Regions from separate parts of the Mus musculus genome. Here region 2 is linked to region 1. Evidence: chromatin contacts called from public Hi-C data. All regions are on one chromosome and are shown on one strand. Each heading gives the region's core, a stretch centred on a gene start, on an enhancer-like site or on the middle of the called end of the contact. The rest is flanking DNA. Distances are from core to core; before and after follow the strand shown. Region 1 has its middle 22 kb from the start of Nlk. Region 2 holds the start of Lyrm9 (LYR motif containing 9).

Region 1 (7,129 bases), core at 3,383-5,882:
AATTGAATAAGTAAAAGCTATAGGATTACTTGACCCTGCATCTGAGTGTCAGTGCCCCTGATTACTAACTGCCTACAATTGTCTTTAGGGAATTTAAGTTCTTTGAACTTTACTTATTCAGCTGAAAATACAAATAAAAATAAACCCCAGAGCTCCAGCCTCCCAGAACTGTCATGCCGCTTAAGTTAGCCCTTAGCATCAAGTCTGGCACATAGTAAACCATTAGTTGTTACTGAGTTTATCTTTGATTATCTTGGTATATGGTGTAATACATGGATTAAGTTTTCTTTCCACTCCATATCCTTTTGTTTGTTTGTTTTCGAGATAGGGAGACAGGTTTTCTCTCTGTGTATCCCTGCCTGGCTATCCTGGAACTCAATTTGTAGACCAGGCTGGCCTCCAGTCCATACCATACCCAGTCATCTCAGATCTTTAAGGAATATGTTCCAGCATCCTTGGAAGGATCTGTCACTTTCTAATTAATTGGAAAATGTCACTGTCGAGTGATACTTAAATAGAATAATATTTGTAGGCTTTCTATTCTGTTTCAAATTATCTGCTTGTTTATTCTTGTGCAATTTAGCACACAACTTTGCATTGTAGCCTCGTGCAGCCTTGTGATGTACTTGTCTACTTAATAGCACAATTCCGGCTCTCAGGGTATGATTCTTTATGGTCACAGTTATGTTGACTTAGAATTGGAGGGAAGAAATCTGTACAGGGTCTTTTTATTCACTTAGTGAAAAGGGTCCTGGAATTAGATGTCATAATGCATAATTCTTCATAATTCTTGTGTGTGTGTGTGTGTGTGTGTGTGTTTCTGGAAGCCTGTAGACTCTGTTTTCAAGGAGACTTTGATATAAGAACAAGACAAGTAAAACAGTGTTTGAGGAACTAGCAAAGACTGCTGTAAGAGCCCAACGCTGGGCGTCCTAGTGAAGTAACAAGTGGACTAACCTGAAGGATGTTGGGTTTCAGACCCAGAAGGGGCTAAGGTGCATATTTAACATACCAAAGCAGACCTGGCCTTCAGGTTCTCCCAGCATTCTTCAGTCCCAACTTGTTACAAGGTCTGGCTAGCATGTCCCACACTCTACCCTGAACTTTCCAACCCAGGGGCTGGCCTTCCCCTCCTCCAGAAGCTCCTCCCTATTTAATCCAGACATTTTGGTCTCCCCTCTTTTCTCTCTCACCCCCTCTGCATTTTCTCTCTCCCTGTCTGTGTGAGGTCTCCCCTCTGTCTCCCTCCCCATGGCAACTTCCTGGCCTCGTTCTTTGGGACAAGTGAACTTGCCTGAGAGCTGCTTCCCAATAAACCTGCCTTTATATACTTCAATTTGGCTTGAATTGGCTAATCTCATGGGTGGAAGAGAATAATTTATCAAAGAATACAACGGTGGTGATGATTCAGAAAGGAGGTAAAGGAAGGAGGGCACAGTGGAATGTTCTCTGCAGAGGGGAGCAGAATGTGAGTTTGTGAAAGTGACTAGCTTCAGGCTGCAGGCACTGTGCAAGGAGGACTATCTGGAAAATACATGCACATAGGCCTCACGTAATTCCAGAACAATCCAAGAGCAACTTCACAGCTTAAATTCTAACTCTTGTCTTTCCTAGGTTCTTTGCAAGTCCGTGCCATGACCAATCTGCTGGCCCAGATTATCTGGGGATATTGCTAACATTTTGCCTCCATTTTTTACTTATGTTCGTGCCACTCTTACTCCTTGAAGAGGCTTCTGTGTTTCTATTTGACTTGTTGCTGGTTTAGTTTGGTTTGGATTTAGGGTGCTAGGGTCTCGATACATAGCCCAGTTAGACCTTCAACTTGTAAGAATCCTCCTGCCTTTCTGACTCCGACTGCCAGGTATTGGGGTTCAAGAATTGCCACTCAAACCAAACAAATACTGATCTGAGTTAAACAAGTAGAGCTTATTGAACACACACCATAAAACTAAACATCCAGAATTGCAAAAAAAAGAGCCTAATTGCAGTGCCAGTCTGCTCTCAGAATACACTTTTTATAGGAAAACCAGGTTCAAACATTTAAAGGGCAAGGAGGGGAGTAGATGACTTGCTAGGCAAAGTATTATCAGCTAACCTTTATGGTAATTGATCCTGAGTAAGGTAAAGGGGGTGGTCCATGGGTGAACAGGGGAGTTTCCGAACATTGACATAACGGAGCACAAGTATTATAGTCATAACTTCTTGACTTACTAGTAGGATTCTTTAGTGTCAGTTACAAAAACCACAGTGAACTCATATGTAGGTACAGGAAGGGTTGCCCAGTGGTCAGCTCTGACTCAAGATATTTTAGACATAACAGTTCATATTGACCTTTGATTTGATGGGTCCTACATAAAACTTTGTGCAATTTCTTTTTTTTTTTTTTTTTTTTTTTTTTTTTGGCTTTTTGAGACAGGGTTCCTCTGTGTAGCCTTGGCTGTCCTGGAACTCACTTTGTAGACCAGGCTGGCCTCAAACTCAGAAATCCTCCTGCCTCTGCCTCCCCAGTGCTGGGATTAAAGGCATGTGCCACTATGCCCGACTTTGTGCAATTTCTTAAGATTAGCAAACCTCATACAGAACATTCAGAACATACAGAACAAAACAGGGTGTGTGGTCAGCATGTCCTTGCTTGAAGTCAAGTCACTCCTGAGTGTCAAGGACTGGCAAGCATGTTACAGTAACAATATGAAATAGCTGGCAGGCATGGAACAAACTAGTTATTCTGGTGAGGGGGGATTTCAGACCATAAAACCAGAATATAAGCAACTATCATCAGACCTAGTCCCTTGAAAGTGGCTTCTAGCTGGGCCATGGTGGCAAATGCCTTTAATCCCAGCACTTGGAAGGCAGAGGCAAGCGGATTTCTGAGTTCGAGGCCAGCCTGATCTACAGAGTGAGTTCCAGGTCAGCCAGAGCTACAAAGAGAAGCCCTGGCTGGAAAGAAAAAAAAAAAGCAAACAAGAGTAACTGAGGGGAAAGGAGGCAAAAGGGTCAAGAAGCTCATTTTCGTGCTCTAGACTGGGTTAGGATTATCCGTGCCTTCCTCTTCCCCACTGGACAGATTGGTGTTTTTGTTTACTTGCATTGTTTGGGTGCTGGGGCTGAAACCCTTTGTATGAAGAGCACGTGCTCTTCCCGCTGAGCTACATCCTCTTGTCTGGATGCCTATTTTTGAGGAAACAGAATTGTTTTTATTAATCGTTATACACTGTTCCAGTACCTGGAATAGAGTAGTTGATAAGAACAGTTACATGAGCTGGGGCTGTAGCTCAGTGGGCAGTTTGCTTACCTAGCACTCATGAGACCCTAGATTCAATGTTCAGTAAACTGGGTGTGTTGTACAGTATGCAGTGTACATAAAACTGGATGTGTTGGTGCCTGTTATGATCCTAGCACTAGAGAAATAGAGACCAGAGGATCAGGTGTTCAAGGTCATCTTATCTACTTAGCAAGCTTAAGGTTAGCCTGGGCTACTTGAGATTCTGTCTCAAACATGCCAAACAAACAAACCCAAAACAACTACAAACAAGAAAAGCAAAACAACTCCAATCTTAAAATGAAGATAAGGACAGTAGGCAAGGAGGATTTAGTGAAGTAATATAGTGAAACACCTAAAATTGTCTCTCTGTGTAGCACTCAATGCATGTTAACTCTGCTACTAAAGAAAGGCAAAAAAGAAAAAAAGAAACTTCAGCCAGGTGGTGATGGCACCCACCTTTAATCCCAGCACTTGGGAGGAAGCAGCAGGCAGATCTCTGAGTTTGAGGCTAGCCTGGTCTACAGAGTGAGTTACCTGGTCTAAAGAGTAGTGAGTTACAGGTCAGAGAAAGACAGACAGACAGACAGACAGACAGAGAGTTAGAGTTCAGCTGGTAGGGTGGCCCACTCCTATAGTCAAACTACCTGGAAAATAAAGAAGGATCAAGAGTTCAAAGCTAGCTTCATATACATAGTGTATTTGAGGCTAGCCTGGGCCTCAATAAATAATAAAACAATAAAGACACACATACACACACAGTAAAACAATAAAGATACAAAAGTGTGTGTGTGTTGTTTTAAAAACCTCCTCCATCTATGTCAGGAGTGTCGTCATATGCCTATAATTGCAACATTCAAGAGTCAGGAAAGTCAGAAAGTGAAGGCCAGCCTTGGTAACCAAGCAAGTTCAAGGCTAATCTGGCCTACATGAGATCCTGTTTAGAAAAAAAAAAGGGGGGGGTCTGACTGTGATCTGAATACTATCCAACAGGAGCCTCTGAGTGAAGAACGTTATTTATTATTGGTTGAAAATTTTGCTGTGGCTGGGGTAGGTCTTCATTACAAGCAAGCTTCTGAATTTCTGCCCTCATATCCCACAACCCAAATAGTGTCAGAGACATTTGACCAGAATCTGGAAGCACAACATAGCTCTTGGCTGTCCTTTTGTGAACCTTTGACCCCCCACATTATATCCTTCATCTCACCAGAACTAAGCCTCTCTCCCTAGTCATTAGGTTTGGGAACACGACATTTAAAATGGAATAGTCCAGATTTATTTGGTGATAACGCGCTCTGACAGGGTTTAGCCTACAGGCCCTGTACATTCCCATCATCTCCGTCTCAGTGGAGGGATTGCCTGGAGCAACGTCATGTGTCTGGAAAGATTGCCTTTTCAGTCGTCAATGAAGTACAAGAGTCTCTTAAATCTGTGAGGAATGCCCTAGTTTACTGAGCACCCTCCTATCCCTTAGCATTCTATCTGCAAGCATTTCAGAGAGGCCAGGCCTGGGGAGTCTTTCTGATTAGCTGGGGAAATGGAGTTAAAGGTTAAAGTCTCAGCCAGGTTACTAAGCATCTGCCAACACGCCTTGGTTGTGGGATAAAGGCTGGAATTCAGAAGGGACTTCAAGCAGGTTTTTAGTTGCCCTAAATGATCTGTTACCATGGCACAAATCTAGACATCCTGAGATCCTCTGGCTGATTCTCAAGCCAATAACCTTCTAAACATGTATAGCATGTGGTGGATTAGGTAAACTTGCTAGCCAGACTTGACAGTGCTTGCCTTTAATCCCAGCACTCTGGAGGCAGAGGCAGCAGATCTCTGAGTTTGAGGCCAGCCTGGTCTACAAAGCAGTTTCGAGGACAGCCAGGGCTACACAGAGAACCCCTACTTAGGGAAAAAAAGAGATAAGTTTGCTAACTTATTATATTAAGTAAGGGTAGAAAATAATCACTCATAAGACAACATAGAAGGGCTATGGTAATGGCTCAGTAGGTAAGATGTTTGCTATGTAAGCATGAGGTCCTGGGTTCAGATGCCCCATATCCATCTAAGAGCCAATGAGGGGCTGGAGAGATGGCTCAGAGGTTAAGAGCACTGACTGCTCTTCCAGAGGTCCTGAGTTCAATTCCCAGCACCCACATGGTGGCTCACAACCATCTGTAATGGGGTCCAATGCCCTCTTCTGCTGTGTGTCTGAAGACAGCTAGAGTGTACTCATATGCATTAAATGAATAAATAAATCTTTAAAAAAAATAAGAGCCAATGAAGTAGAGTGCATCTGAAACTTCAGATTGGGAAGGGGGAGAGAAGCAGGAAGATCCATGGAGCCTGTAACCAATCAGTGAATTCCAGGTTCAGTAAAAAGAACTTGCATCAAAATGTAAGGTAGAGCCTGGCGTGGTGGCACACGCCTTTAATCCCAGCACTCGGGAGGCAGAGGCAGGCAGATTTCTGAGTTTGAGGCCAGCCTGGTCTACAAAGTGAGTTCCAGGACAGCCAGGGATATACAGAGAAACCCTGTCGCAAAAAACCAAAAAAAAAAAAAAAAAAAAAAAAAAAAGTAAGGTAGATAGAGACAGAAGAAGACCAAGGTCAACCTCTGGTCTCCATATACATAAGCACACACATGTGCATAAACACATATACATGCAAATAATACATACATGCATAATACAGAATGTAGGAACATTTTACACCCCAAAGATAGAACAAATACAATCACAGAGGAAAAGACAAAACTTTTACATTTAGCTTGATCTAGCTTTATGAAATTACATATCATTTTGATATTTCTTGTTCTATAGAAATCTGAGTGTGATACTCTATCAGGCATTTGCTCTGGGGCTGGCATTTGGAATCACTGCTCTGGGAGTTAGAACATCATTTTTACATGATATCCTCAGCTGCTACCCTTGACTCTGGCTGTGTTAGGATCTGGAAAATCTAGTCGTAGAAGACAGGCAGATAGACTAACAGTAGAGAATCTTCGCTACATCAGCAAGTGCCAAGACTTGTGAATCATTCTTCCTGGATATACAATTGAAAACTGTGAATGTGATGTCATTAGGTATCTTTGGAGCAGGACTTCTATTGTTGTAATGGTTGGGACAAAACACTAATCCCAATAAGTCCTTGGCCTTATGAATAATTATGAAGTTTACAGTCAGCAGAGGCAAGCATCTGATTGGATGCTGTGTTGTTACTGAAACCCAGGCAGACTCAGACATCCATAGATGAGATTCTCATTTTTTGTATATGACCCAAAACCCTTTTTAAAGAAACTTCCCAATTGTGAACTGTAAGGCAGGTATGAATGTCACTATAAAGTAGCAGTATTTTTTGAGCCTCTTATCATGTTTGAGACACAAGCAAGCAAGTGAATATCCTGAACAATAAAACAGTTGACCTTAGCCGGGCATGGTGGCGCATGCCTTTAATCCCAGCACTTGAGAGGCAGAGGCCAGCCTGGTCTACAAAGTGAGTTCCAGGACAGCCAGGGCTATACAGAGAAACCCTGTCGCGAAAAACCAAAAAAACAAAACAAAAACAAAAACAAAAAACAAAAAAACCAAAGAAACAGTTGACCTTCTGACAAGCAACTTAAGGGAGGGAGATACAGAGCTTGAACAAGGTCACCGAACTGGAGGTTGGTAGAGCTGAAAACTGTTTGACACAATGCTCGCTACATAATGTGACAGAGGAAAGAAGAGAACTAAGATGTACAGCCGCAGCATCTTTCAGCGTGGGGAATACAGACAATTGGAACTAAAAATACTCATAGGATAAAACCAGAGGGGAACTTTTGAACTTGATAAATAAAGATCATCACTGTAAATTTAAAACCTACATTGAGCTGGGTGTGGC
Region 2 (6,930 bases), core at 1,605-4,104, 110 kb before region 1:
TGTTATTCAAGTCATCTCTATGTAATGAAAGCCCAGAGACAATCACACCCCAGGACAGAGAGAACTGTCCTCAGCATAGCTCATCCACGAAACATCTCCCCTGGCATCTGAGTGTACAGGACCACTAAGAAGACCAACACCTTGTTTATCCAGAATCTTCTGCAAAGCTGATGTCATTCATATCTGATCAACCTTTCACAATGAGGCTAATTAGTTCATTATGACAGCTTTAAACACAATACTGGAGAAGGTATCGTTAGCCCCATTTTATAGATAAGGAAACCAAGGCTCAGAGAAGCTGTGATTTGTCAGTGGCCACATAGCTGTGCACAGTCAGGCAGGGAACTAACCATAGGCCTATTTGATTCTGAAGCTCACAATCTTACTTGCATCCCTGACATCTGCTAAATGGGTATACCTAAGAATGCTAAGGCTGGGACAGGGAAGTAAGCCAGTGTTAAGAGCACCTCCAGAGCACGTGTGAGTCCCTGAATTAAATCCCCAGAACTAAAACAAAATGCACAAGTAGGGATTCCATCCACAAAGAACTCTCCTGGGCCTGTGCAAGACCAGATTCAGTCATGATATGCTTACTAAACTAGACTATTCATTCACAACTTAGCCACAAGTCTCTGCTCCTTTCAGAAATACAAGGGCACTGTAGCACCCTCTCAAATACAGATGGAAAAGAAAATCAGGCTAATGTCAATTACACACACACACAAAGGAATGCTTTAAAAAACAAAATCTTAGAGAGATAGGATGCCTTAGACTCCAGCCTTACAATCTGAGTTCAAACTCTTGGATCCCACAAGGTGGCAGGAGAGAACCAATTCCCAAAAGCTGTCCTCTGACCTCCACTTGTGACCACACACACACTCATTACACTCACATACAGAACTGAATGGGTCTAGTGGCATATCCCCGTAATAGCACTCAGGAGGTAGAAGCAGGAAGCCTGGGTTCAAGGTCCAGTCTAGGCTACATAATAAGCTCGAGGTCAGCCTGGGCTATCCAAGATCCTGCCTGTCTCAAAACTTAAACAAGGGGCTGGAGAGATGGCTCAGCAGTTAAGAGCGCTGACTGATCTTCCAGAGGTCCTGAGTTCAAATCCCAGCAACCACATGGTGGCTCACAACCATCTGTCCCAAGACTGGATGCCCTCTTCTGGTGTGTCTGAAGACAACTACAGTGTACTTACACATAATAAATAAATCTTTAAAAAAAAAACTGAAACAAAACCAGTTTATAAAGCTTAAAGAACATGACCTATTGGTGGGGGCGGGGGGCATAAAGGGAACTTCCTGGGTGCCAGGTGACAATGCTGGCACAGGTGCTAAGAAGAAAAGACCCAATCACAGGTAAGCTCACTGTCGTTATCACTAACCTGTGTCCTAACACGGGTCACCTAAAAATAATTGGAAAAAGAGTCATACATTTAAAAAGATAATGGAACTGCAGAAAATAACCCGAAATTATGCCCAATTGAGTACTGATAAAAGCTAAATTAAGCCTGCACCAGCCATTTTTTTTAAATACGCAATTAATCTTCATGATGGAGAAAGTTGAAAATAGGAATGGTTAGCTCCCTGCCCCCGCCCACCCTAGGGCTCCATCTGGCATATTTATGTTCTTCCAGCAATCCTGCCTCCCCTCGTCCCTCTCCCACACAGCCAAGGTCAGGCCAGCCTCCCTACATTCCCACCGGCACACCCTTCAGAACCAGTTTTTGGTCCATCCCTGTGGGAGGTGGGGATGCTGGAAATGAATCCTGGGGCTTGACGATGCCTGGCAACCTTTTTACCACGGAGCTGTTCCTAGCTCCTAGTTAGCAGCTAAGCTAATCAGTCTCTTTCTTCCTGGCCAAATCCCACGTGCCACCCAAGGATATACACTTTATCCTTCCCTTTCTTTGGCCCACCCCCACCCCCACCCCCACCTTATACCCAGAAGACAGGTATGTAAGAGTAAGGACTTCAAATGAGTCCCAAGGGCCATCACTGGGCACATGGGGAGATAAAATCTGATCCAGGCAAACATTGGAAAATTATTCTGTAATAAAGCGAATGAAGCACTTACATATGCTACCACGTGCGTGCTTTGAATGAGGCATAAAAGACGCAGGAAACCAATAACCGGGGCTGCATATGATTGATTCCATTTCTGTGAAATGTTCAGAACTAACAAAATCTATGGAAATCAGCTAAGTGGTTGCCTAGCGCAAAGAGAAAGGACGAGACTGGAGAGGGGTTTTGCCAGCAAATGTAGATGGTTTTCTTTCAAGGTAAATGTTCTAAAATCAACAGTGGCCATAGATGCACATCTGCGCACATTCTAAATGTTATTAAACGTGTGCACTTTAGCACTGGCCGGGAATCACAGTACTACTGGGAAGTTGGGGCAGGGGGATTACGAGTTCAAGGCCAGATAGGGTTACATATTGCAAAGACCAAAATTATTCCAGATACTCCTGGTAACAGGGTGTTCCTGCAGACCGAGTGAGAGTAGCACGTCTCCTCTTTGAAAACCATAGAACGGAGGCTGCTCCAGCCGAGTGCAGATGCCAGCAGCACATGGCAGAGACCTGGCTCCCCGTGTCCTCCGACACCGCATCCCGGCCTCCCACGCTCCTCCGCGGCGCGGCAACTATGGCTGCGACAGGTGTCGCTGGCACTAGGGGAAAGCCTGGAGAGCCCGCAGATCGCCCCCAGGGCTTCCACATATCCCGGCCCTGCAGGCAGCCTCGGTAATCCCCAGCCCGCCCCTGCCGCCCCCCGAGTCCCCGCCCAAGGGCCCGCGCAGCGCGGCTCACCCGCCTTCCCGGCGGACGCCAACTGGAGACACCGCGAGCGACACGATTGCGCCTGCGCGGCAGAAGCAAGCGCAGCCCCGCCCCCGCCTGGTACCCTAGCGCCCTCTGCCGGCCATCCGCGGGACTCGGGGTCCTACTGGGTGCGGGCTTCCTGATCCGACCCCGCCCAGTTGGCTGGAACCACGGCCCGCTTTTCCTTGTCTCCCTTACAACCTTGGATACAAACTCTGATGGCAAGCTCTTCTTCATATTCCCACGAATGGAGAATATTAGGGGTGCTCAAGATCTGTGAAACGTCTTCTTGAAGGACGTGTCCTTCCTGTTGTTATGTTGATGACAGGAATTATGTTTGGAAGGGAGTCTTCATTTCGAGTCACTTGATCAAATTACAGTCCCACAACACCTGTCAGAAGAATACATATGACAGTAATAGGCACGCTTCCTTTCAACTCTGCTATAATTATAATCGAGGGAGAGAATGAAGAATCTTAACTTGCAGCTACTGCCGGGATCATTTTTTGAAAATGAAATAATGCTGTTTCATTAAACGGGTTCTCCCCACTCGCGCATGTTTAAAGTCAGAATGCTTCTCTGAATTGATTTAAACACAAGTTTTATATCCTGAAAGAAATAAAGACAGGTCTTTTTCATGAGACAAACGCCCTGTTCAATGAGGCTTCTAGCTTCTCTGGGCCGCTGTCTGAAAGGCAGCAAGGGCGCCGGTGGATAACATTGCTTCTCTTCATCTTTCCTCTTCGGGGCTTTAAAAAAAATCTACCTATAATGAAAAGCCCGATTTCCTTACACACGCTCCTCATGTAGCTGCTTTAACAAGACAATTGCTTATAATGCCTTTTTTCTTCATTTTTTAAAAGTAAACATCGCTGTTTAGCAGCACTCGGAAGTCTATTTTTCTTCCTCTTAGGAAGCAGGGGCTATTTCTTAACAGAACTACTTCCTTTCTCTGATTCATCTTCAACTCTCTAGAATGCCACCGTCTCCCTCCCGCACCCCCCCCACACACAAAGCACCCCCTTCCTCCTCTTCAGCTAACACTCTACCCCGTCTTCAAATCTGTGTGGGAGGATTCTTCCCCTGGAATACCCAGATAATTTCCTTCATTTATTTTCAAACTGTAGACTTGGACCAACTGTATCTGAAAGATCCGAATGCACCCTCATAAATCAGCCTTTTTATTTACCCATGCATAATCACGGCATGTCATTAGTGCAGATCCAATCAATAAATCATTACGCTTTTAGAGCCCTTACTAGGAGCAACCTGCTGGGACACCAATCCACTCTCTCGTACAACATTAAGATCCTTTCATATTTTTAAGAAATTTCAATCTGTTCTCTCAGTCCCCCTCTTTTGTTCCTAGATCTCCGTGTTCCTGCTTCAGAAGCCTCATTCTAATACCTAGGTCATAAAATATTCAAGAAGCAAGCTGTTAGCTCTACCTCCGAAAGGCTCCACCTTCCTGCCTCTTGTGTTACTTCTGTCTTTACAGAGACACAACATTTATCTTTCTCGAAAACTCTTTGTCGACAGCTAGGCAGCACAAAAGAGAAAGAACAGAAAAGAAATTTTTTTATTTTTTAGCTTGAGGGAGAGATGTGGATAGCAGCTCCCTTTCTTTTACCGAGTCACAGTGAGAACTTGGATTTAAGAATAATCCAAGCCAGGCAAGGAGGTGCACACCTTTAATCCAAACACTCCAGAGGCAGAGGCAGGTGGAGCTCTGTGAGTTCGAGGCCAGGCTGCTCTACAAATCGAGTTCCAGGACACCCAGGGCTGTTACACAGAGAAACAGGGCTGTTTTGTCTTGTAAAAGCAAAAAAAAAAAAAAAAAAAAAAACACAAATAAAACAAAACAAAACAAAAGAAAGAAGAAAGGAAGGAAGAAAATAAAAAACAAAAAAAGAATAAGGAAATAGTGATTCTTTTTAACTTGACAGAAACTTTAAATTTCTTTTCATTTCAGTAGTAAAACTAAAGAATTCTTACCAGTCCAAGCATTCACTGAAATAGCACCAAGTCTGTAACCTAATGGAAACCCACCCATTCTCATCTTGTCATTTTCTTCCACACTGAGATTGGCAGCTGGGCGCCCTGGTGTCAGGCTGCATGATATTTACAGGTCAGTGGAATTTCTTTTTTTTATTAAATATGGAACACTTCACGAATTTGCGTGTCATCCTTGCACAGGGGCTGTGATAATCTTAGTATATGTGCTGCTGAAGCGAGCACAGGTCAGTGGAATTTTAAAGACCTTTTGCTTAAGAAATTTATCACTCAAGGGTTGGCCGTGCAGGAGATCCCTCCTCCCTGGGGAATTTATCGGCTCCCCCTCAGAACCAAATGGCCATGTTCTGAACTCGTGTCATGAAGCCTGACCTGTAATGACGTGTAGTGGCAGCTTTGGAACTGCTCTGTAGAGAAAGAGGCAAGACATTCTGATGCTTTTCAGTTTACCTCAACCTCCAGATTTTAAAAATTACATGTATTTGCTTATTGTTATGTGTATGTGCTGTGGTGTGTGTGTGTGTGCGTGTGTGTGTGTGTAGGTCCAGGAAAATGAACTCAGGCTGGCAGGCTTGACCGGGAGTGCCTGTTCCACCCACTGAGCCAGCTCCCTAGCCCCATTTCCACATTTCAAAGAGAAACGATGCATTTGCATGCTTTGATTATTTCGGGTTATTGTCTCAAATGTTGACCATGTAAATAATTCAAATTAATTCATAAATATACAATGGCTGTAATGAGTATGATAAAATACTTTGAAGAATATACTTAGGCCCTTGGACCTGCCCTGGCTCTCAGGCCTCCCCGGCTCCCATTTCTCTGGGCATACAGGATGCGTTCTACCTTGATGTTCCCTCCTATTCAAAATATGCAAAGTTGCTATTTACCAGTTTGCAATTTGCATGACTCAAATTCTGCCAGAACACAGGGAGAGGGGCACAAAGTGACAGGTGGATGTGCCAAAAGAGATCACCAAGGCAAAAATGGGGGGAAAAAAATCCCGCATACAGATCTTTGCCACCCTGGGGTGTTGCAAAACATAGCCCTTGCTGACTACTAGAGAGGGTTGTTAGTAAGACAGTGAAAATATCGGGTGTAAAAGGTTATGTGAGATCTCAGGCATCTAGTGTCTTTTCTTCTGTAATTGCTGGGTGGGAGAAGGGGATGAACAGGGACTCGAGGTTTTTATAAAAAGGAGTATGAGGGGAAAGGCAAACCAGGAGTAGTCACAGCACGCGAGCTACAGGATCGAGTCTGGTGTTCCAGGACTTTGGTCTTGTGTTGCTTTCTGCAGCACAGTGACGCTAACCCACCGGGCCGGCACACATCATTCTACCCTTCTGATGTGTTCTGTAGTTATTTATTGACAGTGGCTGCATGTGAAGCCACACAGGAAATCAGTACGTACCACCTCTAGGCTTTGGTCTCTGCTTTTCCGTCTGTTTTTTTTGTTTGTTTGTTTGTTTTTAGGATACATCTCGTGACTTAAGACTGTAAATAACATTTATACCAATAGCCACAATTTTTATGTAAATTACCTTTGGAATGGATTTTTTTTTTCCCCATGAAAAAGAGTTAAGTGTAGCCAGGCATGGTGATTCATGAGTGTAATGCCAGAGCTAGGGGGCGCTAGAACAGAATCCTGCGTTTGAGACAAGCCTGAACTCCACAGCATGAACCATGAACCTATAACAACTACTGAAGAAGAGGAGGAAGAGGAAGGGCAGAGGAGGAAAAAGAGAAAGAGGAGGAGGAGGAAGAGGTGGGAGAAGAGGAGGGGGGACATGGGGGAGAGAAAGAGAGGAAAGCAAACGCTTGCCGCAGGCACATTCGGACCCATCTTACAAAGGAGTTGGTGCGCCTATGAATGTGTTTCTTTTCTTTCTTTCTTTTTAATTTTTTTTTGTCTTTTGATCCTGTTTAATGCAAGCTCTACTTTACCAGGTTCAAACTGTCTGTTTCTACTGGTGGCATATGCAGAATCTTTATTTATTTTTTTATTTATTTGTTTATGTATTATATGTAAGTACACTGTAGCTGTCTTCAGACACACCAGAAGAGGGAGTCAGATCTTATTACAGATGGTTGTGAGC

The links. Hi-C and Micro-C count contacts between places; a contact is called where the count stands out from the background.
Region 2: a Hi-C map of retina shows a contact between it and region 1, with 1.7 times the contacts expected there. The contact joins the promoter of Lyrm9 here to the enhancer-like site in region 1. A contact is called at or near these places in 11 of 39 promoter capture datasets (the 3T3-L1 cell line, the C10 cell line, embryonic stem cells and 7 more), 2 of 15 datasets of contacts at CTCF or cohesin (CD8 T cells and the NIH/3T3 cell line), 29 of 484 Hi-C or Micro-C datasets (the AML12 cell line, the AtT-20 cell line, CD4 T cells and 23 more), 12 of 115 datasets of contacts at active chromatin or transcription factors (acute myeloid leukemia, bone marrow-derived macrophages, craniofacial prominence and 6 more) and 3 of 9 other capture datasets (adipose tissue, liver and pancreatic islet).

Annotation. Positions count from the first base shown.
Region 1 is chr11:78,715,519-78,722,647 of GRCm38.p6, reverse strand. No RefSeq gene overlaps it. Among named protein-coding and RNA genes, the nearest start is that of Nlk, 22 kb to the right of the region's middle. Within about 2 kb of position 4,632, at least 6 of the 459 cell types and tissues checked have an H3K27ac peak or open chromatin away from gene starts, as enhancers often do. A contact at or near this core is called in retina, where this site is marked.
Region 2 is chr11:78,822,519-78,829,448 of GRCm38.p6, reverse strand. It overlaps Lyrm9 (LYR motif containing 9), which reads right to left and starts at 2,854. Exons shown (of 4, transcript NM_001076681.2): 1 at 2,813-2,854. It also overlaps the pseudogene Gm23219.